Regions from separate parts of the Capsicum annuum genome. Here region 1 is linked to region 2. The links are chromatin contacts, called in public Hi-C maps. All regions are on one chromosome and are shown on one strand. Each heading gives the region's core, a stretch centred on a gene start, on an enhancer-like site or on the middle of the called end of the contact. The rest is flanking DNA. Distances are from core to core; before and after follow the strand shown. Region 1 overlaps LOC107845292 (major facilitator superfamily domain-containing protein 12). Region 2 has its middle 43 kb from the start of LOC107845292.

Region 1 (5,260 bases), core at 1,802-4,301, 70 kb after region 2:
TTCACATTTTTGGTATCATCATACCAAGACTTGCATGTCACCCATATCATGCCATACCATTATCATTAAAATTTTTAGACTCTCAATCCTCCGCCTTAAAAAATCATGTGCATAATCATAATTAAACTTTCCATAACATTTCAAAACATCTGATAATACCGCTTCGTTCAATGATACAAAGGATGGAAAATCATTTATATTTCTTGTTCAAGTCAAAACTTTCAAGGTACTTCATAACTATGGCTTAATATTCATACATTTTTACTCAAGTTTTAGACATTAAGATTCATCATTTTCAAAGAGCCATTCTAGCATCAAAATCCCAAATAAAGATTTGAAAATCATTCATAGGAAAAGGAGAAATTCATATCAAGCTTTCATAGTAAAATCCTCAACCCTAGTTTCAATCCATCTTTAGAAAATATTAATAACATGAAATAAATACCTTGTATGAGTAATTTAAAGTAGGGGGTGTTCAAACATACCTTTTGACGGAAATAATTTCAGGAGATCTTAAGAGTAGAAACTTGAATCTTGAACCCCAGTGATTTTGCTTCTAGGAGTTTTGAAGAGAAGTTGGTTATGTTTTTGAAGAATGAAAAAGGGGTGGGATCGTTTAGTATAGGTTTGGGACAGTTCTTAAATACGGAAAGGACCAAAATGCCCTTAAAATACGAAATAAAAAATGAAATCCCAGTGGGCCGGGGGGGAGAAGGTCCCGTCTGTGTGGCGAGAGGCCACAATGGAGGCAATCCAGTGGCACCTCTCTAGTTGTGGCATGGCAGGGGGGGGGGGGGGGGGGGGAGGAAGGTGCCGACCTCCCCCGGCATGATGCACGGCCTCTTTTTGATCCTAGAACTTCCTTTGACGTACCTGAACTCTTTCCAAGAGATTCCTAGTCAACATAAGAGTTATAAAGGTTCATTTTTATCTCTAATAAGGCATGCAAGCATCCTGGGCGTTACAAAACCAATATCTGTTGGTATATTTTCTGTCAATTATCTCAAACGACAAGTCCAGCTTGGCTTAGACGATTAACCAGACATTTCATAACTTGTGTTTTTATAATTGATTCCATTTAAACAATTAATAAAGATGTTTCTATACTGTCTCCATTTAAACAATTAATAAGAATTCACGCTAGCAGCCATGGTAAAGCATGGAAAAACTTAGCCCTTCACATGGTGTTTACACTAAATAATACCTTTCTTTTGCATATGTGTTTATCTATAAAATTGGAGAATTAATATATGTACTCACCTCAATTCTATCACTTGATCATGGGTGTGAGTAAGTTATTTCCATGAAGTCCTTTAATCTCACAACAAGTCAATGGAACCACGTGGAAAGTGAGGATTGATGTACCTGACTACAAGTAGTTTAGGCATAGTTGTGATGTATCATTCCGAATCTCTGTTTCTTTTAATGAAAACTAGAAAACAGACACTAAAGAAGCAATTGTCTCAGTAAACTGACTAATTGTATATGTTTTAGGAAAAGGTAGCAGAAATGAGGATGTTGCGTTGGATCTGTGGTCTTACAAGACTGACAGGGTTAGGAATGAGATTATTCGGGAGAAGGTGGGCGTGGTATCAGTGGAGGAAAAAATGCGGGAAGTTAGGTTGAGATGATTTGGTCATGTGATGAGGAGGGGCACAGACGTCCCAGTTCGTAGGTGTGAGAGACTAGTGTTAGATGGTTTCAAGCGGGGTAGGGGTAGACCGAAGAAATATTGGAGAGAAGTGATTAGACGTGACATGGAGCAGTTACAGCTCACTGAGGTGAGGACATGACCCTGGCTGGAGGAAAAACACTAGGTTAGAGGGATAAGGTGGGTGGATGAATCATAGTCCGTAGTTAGGAGGGTTTTGGTGTCTTTTGTTTGGTAATATACGTTATTTTGTGGATGTTGTATCTATGTTAGTTTTATCATGTCTCATGCTTTGGATGTTTTTGTATATTGTCCTGTGTCTTGAGCCGGGGTCCTATCGGAAACAGCCTATCTACTTCTTTAGAGTTAGTGGTATGGACTGTGTACATTCTACCCTCCCCAGACCCCAATAGGTGGGAATATACTAGGTTTGTTGTTGTTGTTGTTGTTGAAACTGGTTACCAATCGATTGTGTAATTATCAGACATTAGTGCGTTCATTGCTTCTTGCTGCAAACCGCAAAGCAACACTGAGTTGATAAGACATCCTGGGTCATATTTCATATATGTGTGTTGCTGTATCGTAGAAGTTTTTCATTTTGATGGCAGGTAACAGCAATTGGAATGGAAAGTGAGCTAGTAGATAAAGATCTTGATGGATCTGCTTTTGTTTATGGATCATTGGGCTTTATTGACAAAGTTCTATGTGGAGTGTTTCTGTACTTTCTCGAGTCATATGAGAGTAAGCATCTGCCTCCCCTCTCTGTGTCTACTACATCCCTGACAATCTAAAACAATAGTTTTCCTGTGTCCTTTATTAAATTTTTGCTTTGATTTTGCTCATTATTATATTAACTAATTTGCATAACTTGCCTAATAACTTACATGTTATATGTTCCTTGCCTGCTGAAAGTTATAATGTATCATAATCCTTGTAAAATTATTTCCCTTTGAGATTTAGTTACAATGATTTGCTAGCACCAAAGGAAAAATGCTTTGATTTCCCGTCTAACATTTTTTGCAAGATATTACTCTTCTCTGTTGAACTTAAAGAGTGTATATGCTATGTCTTACATTCTCTTTTTTTCCGTTTTTTGTGCACGGCATGGTTGATTCAGGTTAAATGATAAATTAACTTGAATTTTGTTCTCAATAATGCAGGAAAAGATCCTGTTGCCTGTGATCCAGCATATCCTTGTTTCTCCGTTACACGATTTTCTCTAGGTTTCATTCCAGGGATTTCATCCTTAATTGGAGTCATAATCGCATTCTTCATAAGATCCCACACATCCCATCCTAAGACATCGACAGAACCCCTCTTGGCATAGCTCTCGAGGAGTAATGTGCAATAAATTCAAGGTACTTCATTGATATGGGAAGAGGATAAATGACATAGGCCAGTAGTTCAAGATACTGCAAAATGCAACATGCATCTTATTTTTTCTTCGTTGATGCGTTTGTTTGGCCAATTTGTTCTGAATTCAAGTTTGAGTTATGTTGTCAGTGATGTACTTTTGAATATTTAGTATTGTTATTATTATGAAAATAATATTGCACGGTGGCCGATTAGTTCGATATTCAAGTTTAAATTGAATATTCAATGATACACTTGAATGGTATAGTCACTATACAAAAATTAGCAAAAATAAAAGACGTGATGTACGAAACATTTGTAAAAGAGAAAAGTCACAAGCATCCCTTAAACTATATCCGAAATTGCTATAACACACTTAAACATTTCGAGGGTTCGATCACCCCTCTAAACTCATCTTTTCTATATTTTTGTTTTCCTTTTTGCTAATACGGCTATCAAGTAGCAAAATATTTTTTTTTTATCCTTTGTGCTGAGTTAGCAGCAATGTCAGCACCAAAGAAGCACAAAAATATTGAAAAATGAGTTTAGAGGGATAATATGCCCTTGTAAAGTTTAGGTGTGCCATAGAAACTTTGGGTATAGTTTGTGGGGATTGGGAGGGGTACTTGTCACGACCCGAGTCGAGATCCTGGCCGCGACAAGCATCCCGAATCATGAAAGCCCGAGTGCCCTTTTTATTTTCTGGCAATCATGCACAATATTCAAACAATATAAAGAAATGCGGAAGTTTTAACATATGGAAACATGGTCAATTTCATAATTCAATTGGACAATACTAAAAGAAACTCTTAACATTTAAAATATCTGACACCAGTCTGTGAAATATCTAACAATTACAACAATCAACATCTATCTAAAAGCAAAACAGGGATAAGACCCCCAGTCAGGCCATGAATCAAAATAAATAACAATGTCTTATAAACCCGATCTTCCGGAACAAGGGAGACTCACCAACTGCAAATCTCAGACACACCAATCTAGTGCGGGATCCTGGGACTGAGCCCCAGATCCTGAAATATAGTGGGTCAATACAATTGTACTGGTATGTGAAACAATCCAAAATAACATCTTTTATTACGCAACGTAGATGAGAGCATTTTGTAAAACATTACATATAAGTAAAACACATGACCATAATTTAGAATTCCAAATGCATTCTTTCAAATCATGACTCAACACCTTGTTATTTTTTTGAGCAAATCGGTACACCCTACAATCTAAAATTTCATGGGCTATATAGAATCAACCCTTGACTCGGCGGCTAAGCCTCCAATCCAAGTGTGTCGCAACGATTGGAGTTTTAATAAGTTGGTACACCCCTTAACAAGTATTTCGTGGCATCATCCTTACATGATGTCCACATTATCTCCCTCTCAGGATAATACCCATATCGGCAACTATGGTTTCCAACGATGATCCCTTACACTTAAACGCCTTCTTCGGGTAACCAATTAGCTCTCTTAAGCCCAACTTTTAGTTCTTGGAAACCATGCTTTATATTTTCAAAACAATCTATACTTGTTTTGTTAATGGCATGTCATCACCGGGTATCGTCATACCATGACTTGCAAGTCAATATCATATTTATTCGAAACATGCACATGACCACCCAAGATTTTATAACATCATAAGAGGGTTATCACTTTGAAGTCTCAAGAAAACTTATGCAATTATCCTCTTTCTTTGCAAGACTTAAACATGCGGTGGTCATGTCAATTTATTCAATTATATGCAATTCTTCTCTTTTAATGCAAGAGTGTAGTATTAGCAAGAAAATCCCTCTCATCATATCATAAACCATGTGAAACACTATGTTGTTGAGAAACTTGCTTCCAAACCTTAATTCATGCATGGAAAATCACTCACAATGCAAATATGTTCATGCACTCAATTAAACATTCAAAACTATATACGTATATAGATAAGGGGTTAAAATTTGATTACCACGAAGAGGGTTCGAAACAATGCATATAATTTCATCAAAACAAATTAATAGCATGCTTTGCGAAACAATCTTCAAAACCCTTAATTTACAACATGATTATAAATCATTATATATGATAAAAACGATAAGATCCATGCCCATAGGGTTTGAGGATAGTCCCACATACCTTAGATTTCTTAGTTCGAAGAATAGAACCCAAATTTTGATTTGTTTCTTGGGAATCTTGAAATTAAAAGTTGAGCTTTTGATCTTTGAGGGAGGAAGTAGGGTTTTGATCTCGATGAATTTGA
Region 2 (5,212 bases), core at 1,990-4,489:
TTTAGAGAGAGGTATACAAAATTTACACCCTAGTAGACAAGATCTAGCAACTACTTTCAGTTCATTTGTTGCTGATGAACATAGCAGCAACATAAATCAAAATACATAAAAATATCTTCCTATTGAATTAACCTACACCATCTCCATCTTCCATTAAGCTTCTTTTCCCGCATCAAGTTATCAATTTGGACCTGTTTAAGCCATAAGTCTTCTTCCAACTCATTGATTTTATTCACCAATCTTGGAATGATAAAATTTGATCTTGGATCCACTTTTTCTTTGTCCCTCCATAGGAAAAAATTACATTTTTGAGATTGAATTTTTTTTAGAAATCAGTACATTATCATAATTTGAATATAAATTGACAGTAAAATACAATGCAAATTACATACACCATGGTAGGGGCAAGACCAAAATCTTCTTCCCGAATTTGATTTCGACCATGAAGTTTGCAAGTCAAGCAAAATACCATGTTTGCATCTCACAATAGCATTGACCATTGGGTCTGATTCATCCATACAAATTTGTCATTTTATGAATTTCGACAAAATCAATCATCAAATTACAAACCCTAAATTAATAGTTGAACCAAATTACAAAATAAAAATTCAAGAATTGAAGTATACATTGGGATTAAAAGCTAAAACGTACGTTAAAGAAATAAAAAAAAAAAAGAAGGAACTGAAGGAAAATGGTGGACAAGGACATGGGTCTTATAAAGAAGAAGATGATGACCGTTGGAAGAGAGAGAGAGTATTTTTTCATCTTTATTTCATCAAATAATCAATTAATGACGTGTATATTATGTGGAAGGCTAAAATTTTAATTTTGGACGTGCTGTGGCTAAACCAACGTGCCTAAAGGGGGTGTTCTCACCTTCCTTGATAGGTCAACATTTGGGGGAGTAATAAATATAGGAAAAAATAGATTAGGGGGGTAATAGGTCATCTTTAAAGGTTGAGTGTGTAGTTAAGATTTCGACTAAAGGTTGGGGGTAATAGACTATTTTCTCAATCTTGAATGATTAATATATCATGTGTAATTTCTTTCTAAAAGAAAAGAATTAGGATAAAATTTTAGTTGAATAAGTTTGATAAGTTAAATAGATCTATAAAAAAAAGAAAGAAATTTTAATAACATGACATTTCAAGTAGGAGAGAGAAGTTTTTTGAGGTGTTAAGTATATTTTAGAGAAAATAGAAAGAGTTGAATGATATTCTTATCGTAAATGAAATAAAAGTAATATTTGTAGGCAATTTTTCAAACATGAGTGACCATATAGGAAATTTACTCTAAAATTTAACAAAGTACGAACAACAAAATTAGAGAGGGGTGAATGCACAATGAGTATCCGGATTCTTTATATCCTCCAAATCTTTCATTAATGAAATCAGACTGAATATATTATTGTTATTAAGGTTTACAAGATCCTTAACAACATTAATATAAAAATGGTCATTATGTGGGTGGCTCAATACAATCACCGATCCAAAGTAAAAACTTAATAAGATTTTATAAATATTTTAATAAAATTCATGTAGTTTTTCTCAAAATTCAATATCTTAACCTTTTTAGATGCATGTAAGAGGGACATAGACCTGGTAATGTGGTGCTGCGCTCTCTAATATCAGTATACCTAATTTTCTTTTTTCTCATGTATTACTCTTTTTTTTCCTATTATATTTATTTATTTATATTCTTAGGAGGAAATTAATTTGAAGCAACCTTTCTAACAGATGTGTCCTTCTAAATTGGTTTAGAACGGTTGCCTTTAAAAAAAAAAAAAAACTTTTAATCTGTTTATATGACAATTCCTTTCCTACAGCCAAGAATGGTATTTATAGGGTCATCCACTATATAAATTGAGGAGTTTATAATTCAAATGTTCACTCAACTTATGATTTTTTTCCTCAGAAAGTTACTCAATTTTGATTTTTACTCCAAAAGTCACTCAACTATGAGTTCTTTTCTTAGAAAGTCACTTAACTTTAATTTTTATTTCAAAAGTCACTCAACTATGAGTGCCTTACTTACAAAGTCACTTAAACTATTTAATTAATTTTTTTCATTAAAATTTGCTAATATGTAATTTTTATTTAAAATAAAAATTTTAAAAAATTATAAAAAATCATTTAAACAATCAATTTAATCCCCCCCCCCCCCCCCCATATCCAAAATTCATTTAAATAATTTAAAAGAATATCTCTTTATTTCTTAAAATTTTAATTTTACAATTATTTTTTGTAATTTTTTTATCCAATAATTACTCTATACTCTAAAGTATATATAATCATACATATCATCAATTAATATCCTAAAATCACAATCATTTTATTATACAATTTTTGCTGCTAATTTACCTCGTTGTCGTATATATTTATTATAATGTTACTAATATTTAATAACATTTGCTAATGTTTTATATCATATCATTTTCGTTTAAAATCTATAACATTCCCTTTTGTCAACTTATTAGGATTAAAATTCATTATATTTATTTGATGCATCTCTATATTTGTGGGTGTACTCGTCCAATTTATTCATGCAACTAAAATCATGCATGAGATAGAGCAACACTCACTCCAAGTGTTAAAGCTTTTATTAGTATTAATAATTGTCATTGGATCTAATATCGCTGTAAACTTTAGAGGTATTTACGAAGAATGCTAAAATGTAATTGTCGTTAATAATATCATTGCCTCTAAAACATATATAATTAGTAGCAATTACGCTATTGTCGTAAACTAATTGCTCCTAACTATCTTTTTAGGTGTAGCGACTATATATGCTCATTTTCTCTTCCAACGATTTAGGGAGGTTCTGCTGCATGCGTGTTGTTATATTCTTCTTGGGTTTGTATTATATATATGATCCTTAGATTATTTATTGTTTCGGTGTATTGAATAACTAGAGTATATGTTCGTGCTTTGCACGATTCTAATATTTTATAAAGAAGGCATATGTGAAGGGTATTTTAGTTAATGCAAAAAAAAACTAACTCAAATTAGTATATATGAAGGTGAATAAGAAAATATAAGAATGAAAAAGGTACAAATATATGCCTGAATTTTAATAAAAGATATATATATCTTCTGCTATATTTTGGTATAAATATCCCCATTAATAATTAGGTACATATATATTCCTCTCACTAACAATATGCCACGTGGCATAATCCTAACCATTAATCAATTTTTATTTATTTTATCCCCAAATAGCAATCCACCCTAATTTAACAGATTATCCGACCCATAGCTTGACCCAGTTTCACGGAAAAATTCAAAAGACGTGTCTTATTGTTCTGTTCCACTCTCTCACTCTCTCACAAAAAAAGCCAACACAAATATGTTTAATTTGTGCTTTTAATTCCTCGCGGTGTGATAGAGAATCGAGTTGAGATCTATGGATGTTTCTTCTTCATCTACACATTTCATTTAATTATTTTCTTGTTTTGATTTGTTGTTGTTTGAATCTGAAATTCTAAAGAATTATTTTTGGATCCGATTTTGGTGGTTTTGCTATTTAAAAATCCTATTTCTGCTCCATCTTTATTCAGCTACTCCCTCAGGTGAAAACTTCATGGCCTTCTTATTTAATTTCTAAGCATTCTGTTCAAAGCCTGCTCCATCTTCTAAATTTTTTGTTTTCCTTTTTCTATTTCATAAATTAGATTTAAAACATGTCCGATATTAGTAGTGATTCAATTAGAAATTCGGTGAGTACTTTTTTTGTGGTGAAATTGTGCTTTGTTTCACTTCAAAAACTTCATTATACTTGTTTAGAGTACAATGGAAATGTGAAATATTTAAATAGTATTCTGTTTAATGTTCTAATGTTGGTGCTGTTGTTGTTGCCTTCTCTAGTGTTATTGATGTTGTTGCTGCCTTGCCGAGCTTTTATAATTGGTGTAATTGGAAGGATATGTATGTTCAATATATGCTGTTTTGGCTGTGAACGATACACGATTAAATCTATTTCCTCTTACCAGTCTAATACATACTAGTTACTAAGTTTCACCAGTCTTTGCGTGATGGCATGAAGCTTAATTTGATGAGATTAGTGAGATTTTATCCTGCTCTCATTTTTTTCACCTCCTAGTACAGTTTCTGTTTTGATCTATATTTTTCTTAAACTAAAAAGGGATTATTTGATTCATCACTCACTTTGCTGATGGTATAAAAATAGCCTCAGGAAGCCTAAGTTGCTCGAATTATTCAAAAATATCTATGGGTTCATGTCGGATTCTCCAAAAATAGTGTATTATTGAAGGATCCGATACGGGTGCGGCAAACATTTTTGGAGAGGCCGAACAACTTAGCAGGAAACAAGAAAGTTTTTGTAAACTTTGCAGATTGTGTGACTTGTTTTCCAAGCTTGGTACTGATTTAAAATTTATTGTTGTAGTTATTCTTTGTTGTGTCCACTTTTCCATAATAAGCTTTGTAAGTTCAAATATTCCAGTGCTTTGAATGCATGCTTTATAGTGAAGTGTTATCTTCTCAAGTGATTGATTTTGAGACTGCACTTGTATTTTTGTTAAGTTAATGTGCCCAGCTCCGGCGAAATGGGTAATGAAACTTTCTTGACGTGGATTATATGTGGTAACAAACTCTTTGTCGGAAGTTACTTATCCCCAGCAGAGTTTCTCCACAGTGCCGTTTTGCTGGTGTTGTTGCCTATAATTGAAAAACTCAAGCTCATATACTGTCCAGATATCTACTCTACAGCTCGAAATGAACCAGTAGTAAGTGTTCCTGAGGAGTCTGAGGTGTGTTTTTCTACCTCTGATGTGAAGGGCACCCTAACCAAGTTGCGACAGCAGAATAAGCTTTGGAGTAGTGTTACTCGTTCAAATTCTCTTAACTGTTTGATTACTTGTTCTGTCCCTGTGACTCATCATAATCATGCCTCTGTTGCTCTTGCTTGTAGTTCTAACAGCGAACTTTGGCAATATGTCTAATGCCCCAGTGATATTTAGCGCAGAAAGATTTATCAGGATATTTGTTAAGTGATAATTTTTGTAGTTACTAATTTTCATATCCATTACCTATTGTTTCGTATTGTTTGTTAAAATACAATACTCGTTTGGATTGTTACTTAAATTTTGTTATATAATATCATTAATTCATAGTTCGGTAACTAATGACAAGCACGAGTTGTGCCAAGAACTAGTTAATTGGGACAAGAGTACCAATAAAGTTTCAGTGTTCAT

Evidence for each region. A called contact is a pair of places that touch in the nucleus more often than the background predicts.
Region 1: a Hi-C map of leaf shows a contact between it and region 2, with 2.1 times the contacts expected there. The contact joins two enhancer-like sites. A contact is called at or near these places in 2 of 5 Hi-C or Micro-C datasets (leaf and placenta).

Annotation. Positions count from the first base shown.
Region 1 is chr10:19,865,695-19,870,954 of UCD10Xv1.1, forward strand. LOC107845292 (major facilitator superfamily domain-containing protein 12) reads left to right here. Exons shown (of 13, transcript XM_047398543.1): 12 at 2,260-2,392; 13 at 2,812-3,225. The coding sequence ends at 2,978. Among protein-coding and RNA genes, the nearest start is that of LOC107845292, 27 kb to the left of the region's middle. Within about 2 kb of position 3,052, at least 4 of the 5 cell types and tissues checked have an H3K27ac peak or open chromatin away from gene starts, as enhancers often do. A contact at or near this core is called in leaf, where this site is marked.
Region 2 is chr10:19,795,857-19,801,068 of UCD10Xv1.1, forward strand. No RefSeq gene overlaps it. Among protein-coding and RNA genes, the nearest start is that of LOC107845292, 43 kb to the right of the region's middle. Within about 2 kb of position 3,240, at least 5 of the 5 cell types and tissues checked have an H3K27ac peak or open chromatin away from gene starts, as enhancers often do. A contact at or near this core is called in leaf, where this site is marked.